Regions from separate parts of the Mus musculus genome. Here region 1 is linked to region 2. Evidence: chromatin contacts called from public Hi-C data. All regions are on one chromosome and are shown on one strand. Each heading gives the region's core, a stretch centred on a gene start, on an enhancer-like site or on the middle of the called end of the contact. The rest is flanking DNA. Distances are from core to core; before and after follow the strand shown.

Region 1 (3,441 bases), core at 545-3,044, 40 kb after region 2:
CCACATCCAGACAGTGATGAGCCAATATGCATTATCCTCACCGAATCCTCATTCTCCTTCCCACTTCCACAGTGGCAGAGTAACTGTCTGCTCAGCCTCATCATGGGCTTGGCCACACACACCTTTCTTTAGCCATGGAATTTCTGAAAATATGATTTGACCTGAAGCCTTAATCGTATTCATGTACTTGGCTTGTTGGTTTTGATTATTGTGTTTTGTTTTCTACTTCTGTGGCTGGGCAAGAGAACATTCCCCAAGTGACTGTGCCCCCTTCAAACTGGACTCAGCCCTACTTGCCTCTTACCATGAAGCAGATCAGCCCAGCTGAACCCATTTTAGATCAATCAAGTCCACTTATTAATATGGACCCTTGAGCTGGGATATAGCTCAATGATAGGGTACTGGGTGCTATTCCACCATGACTTCAGCCCTGGGTTCAGTCTCTAGCACTGTAATTAATAAATGACTAGTTCAGCAGACCCTCAGGGATAAGAATAAAGTGTACTGTATTAAGCCACTGACTTTGGTACTGGTTTATTAGACAGCAGCCACACACCAATATAAACACAACCAAGGGCTACCTAATATACATGCCAATATGTTCAAAGTTAGCTTTAATATGAGCTATGAATTTAAATGATGAGTAAAGGGGAAGACTTTGACATGCCTAAAGGCATGACATGAGCAACAGCAGGCAACTATAAATGGCAAAGTGCTTTGAAGGTCCACTGAACAAATCATTTTCGCAGAAGATTATTTCTAAGAAAAAAAAATGTCATCATGTAGCCCAGGCTGACCCCAAACCTCTATGTAGTCAAGGAGGACCTTGAAATCCTGGTCCTCTTGCCTCTACTTTCCAAATCCTAGGATTAAAGGCAGGTGCCACTATGCCTAGATGAAGAAGAAGGTTCTTGTGGCTTTCTTGTTTGGGCATAAATTTCAAAGAAAACTAGGATGAAGTTTCAGAAGACTTTGAATATTAAAGCATACAAATGTGACATCCAGCCTAGGAGGAATAGTTAAGCGAGACAGTAGCTACTCATGTGATTCAGAACCACCCCTTACACGAGTGTCAGAAATAGCACTGAGGTAATTCTTATAAAGACAGGTAAATAAGTTCTTCCATAAGTCATAAAATGGGCCTGGCTGAGGCAGCCTGCTCTGCTCTGCCACATACCCATTTAAAGAAGGAAGTTCAGCGAGGTGCTAATGAAGACATTGTAGGGAATCAGAAGATGACCATTTGTGTCAAGATACAGATCAATAGAGAAGGCTGAATCACATCACTCTGTAAAGTGCTCAAACACAGGCTGTTCCGAATCCCCTCATTGCTGGGGATAAGAAAGGTGATGGGGAGTAGGAAGGTGAAGCACTGAGCTTGCATCTCTTCCTTTGAGGTTGTTGGAGTAGCGGGAGCAGCAGTGTGTAAAATGATGAGCCCCATCCTGGGAGAAGCCACCTAGAACAGGTGTTGAGGCTAAAAATCTTAATCCCTCTCGAAATAAACTCTCTAATCCTATAGCACAGGAACCCTGGAAATTAAGGCAGGACAAGGCCAAGTGAGAGAGGATTTCACTAGACACTCAAAGGACTGACGCTCACTGTTGTGGATGACAATCTCAATCTGCCTGTCAGAGCCAAGTAAGAAAGAGCATTTTAAATGGAGCTCTCTCCAAGAGGAAAAAAAAACTGCTAAGAAAAAAAGAGCATGCCCAGATGGCCAGAGCCGAGGGGAATATGAGATGGGACTAAAGGAAGTCAGGCAAAGGAGATAAAATAAATTCTACATGCACTGCTTCTTATTACCACTTTTGTACAGTTGCTATGGGAACTGTATTTCAGAAGCTCTCTAAGGCTGTATCTACCCAGTACAAAGTGTTTGGGACTGAAATGACCAGTCAATTTAAGCCAACTGGTTTAATTGATTGATTTCCAACTCATGTCACCACCACCCCCAACACGAGTCAAATTGGCTGGTTGCTTAACTGGATTCAGTGGCATCTTGCAGCAATAAAATTCGTTTACTTGTTGTATATATGTGTATTCCAGTTTAGTGATAAGATGACCCTCTTGCAGTCTGTCTTCCTATACTATGGTCCCGTTATTTCTGGGATTTATAAGCAGCTCAAGGAGAGCATGAATAGTAACTGGGAAGGCAGAGAAAGACTATATGAATAATTTATGTAATGATGCTAAGTGTATACATACATACACACACACACACACACACACACACACACACACACACACACACCGAGCAAAAGAAAGCATTAGACAAGAGTCCAGACAGCAAATCAAAAATGAATCAGGAACAAGTTCCTTCAGCACAAAAGATGGGATTGAGATACTGCTGTGGGGCAAAGGTGATGAAAGATGAGTCCTTGCACCATGCACCTTCCCCGGCCAGAGGCTGCTTATGTGGATGGACCTGTGGAGGCCAGAGGACAACCATGGATACTGTTCCTCAGGAGCTGTCCACCCTGCTTATACACACAGGATCTCTCACTGGCCTGGAAATCACCTGTGTATTAGGCGGGCTGGCCAGTGAGTTCCTGGGCTTTTCATATCTCCACACCCCCAGGGGTGGGATTGCAAACACATGCTAGCATGCTTGGCCTTTTCCCTCAGTTCTGGTGATCATATGCAAGTCCTCATGCTTGTGCATCAATTATTTTTACCAATCGAGTTATTGCCTCAGCCTCCCAGATTTCTACCTGTCTATCTGCTTCTTCTCAAAATGCCAGCTTGGCTCCTCTGAGGTCCGAACCCTGGACTAATAGGGTTCCGACCTCAGAAGAATAGGGCCTCCATGTTGGTCTGTTCCAATCTCCATCTCCTCTCTATGCATCTCCCCTCAAAGAAGTAAAACAATGGAATAGCATTTCATTGCCAGTGAGAAGACTTTATAAAGTCTGCATTCATTTAGCATTTCCCAGAAAAGGAATTCTGATGAGTCTTTACAAGCAGAACTACCTTTGATGTCATTTAGGCTTGAAGCTCTTTTTTATTTCTTATATATTGTCCCAAACTTTTAGTTTCTTGTTCTCTAATTCTGGGCCACTCCATGTGACCCCAAGCACATGACTTATGACCTAGATAGCTTTATATCACCATCACGTCATTCTTTTATCAAATGAGCTGCCCCATGCCAATTTCTTCATAGACTGTGGAAAAGGCAGATAACACATCTTGTCCCAACTATGAATTCATGAGGGTCCCAGTTATGGAAACACCTTTGATATAGGGATCAGAGGTGGTCTAACAAGAATTCCTAATGAGAAGCCAGATAGATTGAAGAATTAATGATCTCTTTCTCAAAATCTGCTGATTGTTTACACCCTGATATAATAAAAGTCAGATTTATTGCCAGTACTGAAAAGAGTCACTGATGCCAGGTCTGGTGGCACAGGCCTTTAATCTCAGCACTTGGGAGACAGAAGC
Region 2 (3,478 bases), core at 221-2,720:
CTTCCTCTGTTGGACACACGGTTCCCACCAGCCAAGACGTGGACAGGAACCCACACCACCCCAACTGCTCTTTAGCGCTGGAGGGAGTGAGCTCTCCAGCCAAAGACTGAGGGAGCAACTGCCGCCAAGCAAGCGGGCCAGAGCTAGTGGCCCCAGGGAGAGTGTCTCTGGTCTTCTTTGATCCTGTTTCCTTTCCCCAGGCACAGTGCTGCAAAGAAAACAGGATTAGTTAGGGTCCCGGCCACAGCCAAGGCGAGTGCAGAGAAAGAGAGGGATCTGACACCACTGTCAAGCGGCCCTCAAATGGACTCTGTCATCTCCACAACCCACCAACCCAACCCTACCGCTCCTGGCAGCCCAGGAGAGCCGCGCTAGATGCTCCGCTGGCTCAGATGGGGTCTGGCGTCCGTACCGCACCGCGGAGACACTGGTTACTCAGCAGAGAAGGCAGCTGCCCTGCCCCCTGCACAACTTTCTAATTGCCACCAACAGCGGCCGCCACAGCGGCTTTCTCTACTTCCCAGAAAGCCAACTGCCCTCTTCTCTGTGTCCTGTGGACCTCCTCTCAGGATCCAATCTCGCCAGCACGCACTCCAAGCAGGCTCCCTGTACGCAGTCCTCCTTCCCCATCCCTCCCTCTCCAAACACTTCCAGCCTGGACGTTCAGACCCCCAAGGTCCCCGTCCCAAGGGGATACACCCCACTGCCTCTGTCCCTAGCCGCAGCTGACCCGCTGGATCTGGCACACAGGATCATACTCGACCTTTCTCCAGCCTTCTTCCTTGCTACCTTCCTCCCCCTTTCTCCCTATCAAAAGCAGCTGAAACACCCTTCTCAGCGGAGGCACATCCTCCCAAGCGCCCCCCACCCCTCATCTCCCTGAGCCTCCCACTTGACAGTATCCAAAATCCTTTTTCTTTCTTCCAGAGCAGGAACTGAAAGGGGAAGGGTTCCCGCTTGCAAAGTTTGGGGAACCGACCTTGTCTCCAGCCTTCCCCGGGCCCTGGCCCCAGGGCCCAGAGGCTGTGGCAGAGGACCAAGCCGGAGGACCCGCGGCAGGCAGCACAGCTCCCTTGCCTCTCCCAAAAGGCAGGTGCAAACTGTTGCACTGCGGAGCAGCAAGGCAAAGCGCTAGCCTCCACCAGGGAAGGGGCGGGGGCTGAAGCTCTGTCCAGAGGTGCCTGCGCAGGCCGCGGGAGTGGTCTTACCCGCCCTCATCCTGCCACTGGGGCCCCTGGCCATGGAAGCCTTCATCCTGACCACTGTCTCTTACCTGGAAGGACCAGCCAGTTGCAGAGAAGGAGCCCTTGGCTGCAGTGGCGGCTGCAGAAGGCACGGAGCGCTGGGACCAGAGACAGAGCCGCGCTGCTGCTGCCACCCTCGCCGCCGCCACCGCCGCCGCCGCCGCCGCCGCCGCTGCCTTTGCTGCTGCTGCTGCTGCTGCTATGGGGAGCTCAGCTCTTAGCCTATTGCCAGAGAGGCCGGTGACGTCAGGCAGCCACCGCCAGGGCTCCAAGCCACCCCTCAGGCCCCCACCCACCCTCATACCCAACACCTTGTCCTGGCATAACAGCCTCTCCAACACCATTCCCAGTTTCCTGCTGTTCCCCAGCTTTGGGGCTGGGAGGAGCAAACCCACCCCCATCCCCACCTCCACCCTGCCAGCAACCCACCTTCATTCAGCACAAGCACTCCTTTGCCTAGGAAGAAGCAGGCTTCAGTTCTTCCATTGCTCTATGCTTCAACCTCAACCGGTCTCCAGGTACAGTTTTGCTCCAGGAGAATCTTCTCCCCTGGGGGTACACTTTTTTTTCCTGTTGACTGATCAGAGTCCCTGCTACTCCCCAATCCTATTTTTCTGCCTCTGGTTCTAAGCATAAACTGCTTATACTAGGGAGATGGCAAGGACATTTGTCAACACAACTGTGACAGAATCAGAATCAGGAACCTAAATATGCATCAAAGACTGCATCTCTCCACCAGTCTCCAAAGTATGTCATCCCATCTGCTTTTTGATTTCTTCCCCCGCACGCTCATCTTCAGGCCCAGGATCCATTCGGTGTATTGAACACCCCTTTTTTTTTCGAGGATCCCACATTCTGAAGACACAAAGCATACATGGGCTTGAAGGGTGGGAAGGGGAAATTACAAAGAGAAGTGCAGGAACCAATGACCCGTAAAAATTCTCAACATTGTGTGTACTGCTAAAAAAATGTCCCTTCGTTGATTCTAATTTTTTGTCAACGTGCTTGATTCTTGATACATTTGCTTTTTCAGTTAAATGTTTACATCTCCTAAAAAGGCTCTTAGCAGCCTGCAAAAAAATCTTATAGAGACCAGTGAACGACTAGTTTGGGATCCTTTCAGAAACAGAAATAGTGTATTCTATTATAGTAACCATCTTCAAAATAGAGTATGCTTTGCTTTATGTGAGTGATTGGGAACGCTTGCTTGGAACACTAACTAAACAGAGTATGGTCTTTAGGGCACTGAGATAACTTATTAAAACCGTGTTTTGTTTTGCTTTTTTCTTTCTTCTCTCCTGTCTTGTTTACCTCCTGTCTTTGAGTCTAGAAAGTGTGCAACATTTTCTCACCGAGTTGGTCAGTCGTGGAGTGTGTGTTCCTGCCTCCTCTTCATGCTATACATCATGAAGGAAAGCTAAGGGGAATACTAGCTGCCACTTACTCACTCCTATCAGCTACAGTCAGGAAGTGAGGTCAGATATGAAGAAAAAAAGATTTCTCCTTCTGACCCTATGTACCCATCTACCCCTACTCCAAATTCTCATTTTCCTCCTGCTCACGCCATAAATGCATGGCACTCCATATTCTTCCCCCACCCCATCTCTGCTTTCGTTTATTTGAGCACAAATCATCTGGGGCCTGGGGAGCAGCACAATGTTAAAGCACTTGTGTAAGATGCCAAAGGCCTTGGGTTCTATTCACAGCACTACAAAGAGAAGGGAAGTATCAGTTCCATCTTCATATGTATCAATAAGAAAAAGAATTCCACTTAAGATAACAGTTCAGTACAGGCTGAACAATGCACAGTTGCTTCAGACCACAGACTGATGCCCTTTGACTGCCAAAGTCACACAGTAAAGGATGGCCAATGACCTAGATATTTGCATAAGTGTTCCTTCCCAGAAGTAGAGGGCCTGATGCCTGTTAAAGCCACCCTCCACATCGAGTGACTCTGGATTCACTGACCTCAGAGAGTGGTGAGTCGTTGCTTGCTTGCTTCACTGTGACCTGTGAGACTTCACTGTGGATACCAGACAGGCAGTGGCTCTTTTGTGGACACTCTCAGCAGAGTCTCATCAACATATTGTAAAGCAAATCCAAGTTTGAATACTCCAGAAAGAGATCTGGCTGTTTAGGAAAACTCTTTAGCAGGGGAGAAAGGTTGTCTTGTAAAAAGAACTCTCTATACGGAATTAACCCTTTATAGTCTGTATTCTAGACTTGGGGCAGTC

What was found. Hi-C and Micro-C count contacts between places; a contact is called where the count stands out from the background.
Region 1: a contact with region 2 is called in a Hi-C map of cortical neurons, with 1.9 times the contacts expected there. The contact joins the enhancer-like site here to the promoter of AI593442 in region 2. A contact is called at or near these places in 2 of 39 promoter capture datasets (macrophages and pre-B cells), 1 of 484 Hi-C or Micro-C datasets (cortical neurons), 1 of 115 datasets of contacts at active chromatin or transcription factors (embryonic stem cells) and 2 of 9 other capture datasets (adipose tissue and liver).

What each region holds. Positions count from the first base shown.
Region 1 is chr9:52,717,952-52,721,392 of GRCm38.p6, forward strand. The region is part of intron 2 of Gm1715 (predicted gene 1715); the gene reads left to right. Among named protein-coding and RNA genes, the nearest start is that of Gm1715, 40 kb to the left of the region's middle. Within about 2 kb of position 1,795, at least 7 of the 459 cell types and tissues checked have an H3K27ac peak or open chromatin away from gene starts, as enhancers often do. A contact at or near this core is called in cortical neurons, where this site is marked.
Region 2 is chr9:52,678,310-52,681,787 of GRCm38.p6, forward strand. AI593442 (expressed sequence AI593442) reads right to left here and starts at 1,471. Exons shown (of 2, transcript NM_001286641.1): 1 at 1,274-1,471; 2 at 1-208. Gm1715 (predicted gene 1715) reads left to right here and starts at 1,554. Exons shown (of 5, transcript NR_045333.1): 1 at 1,554-1,762.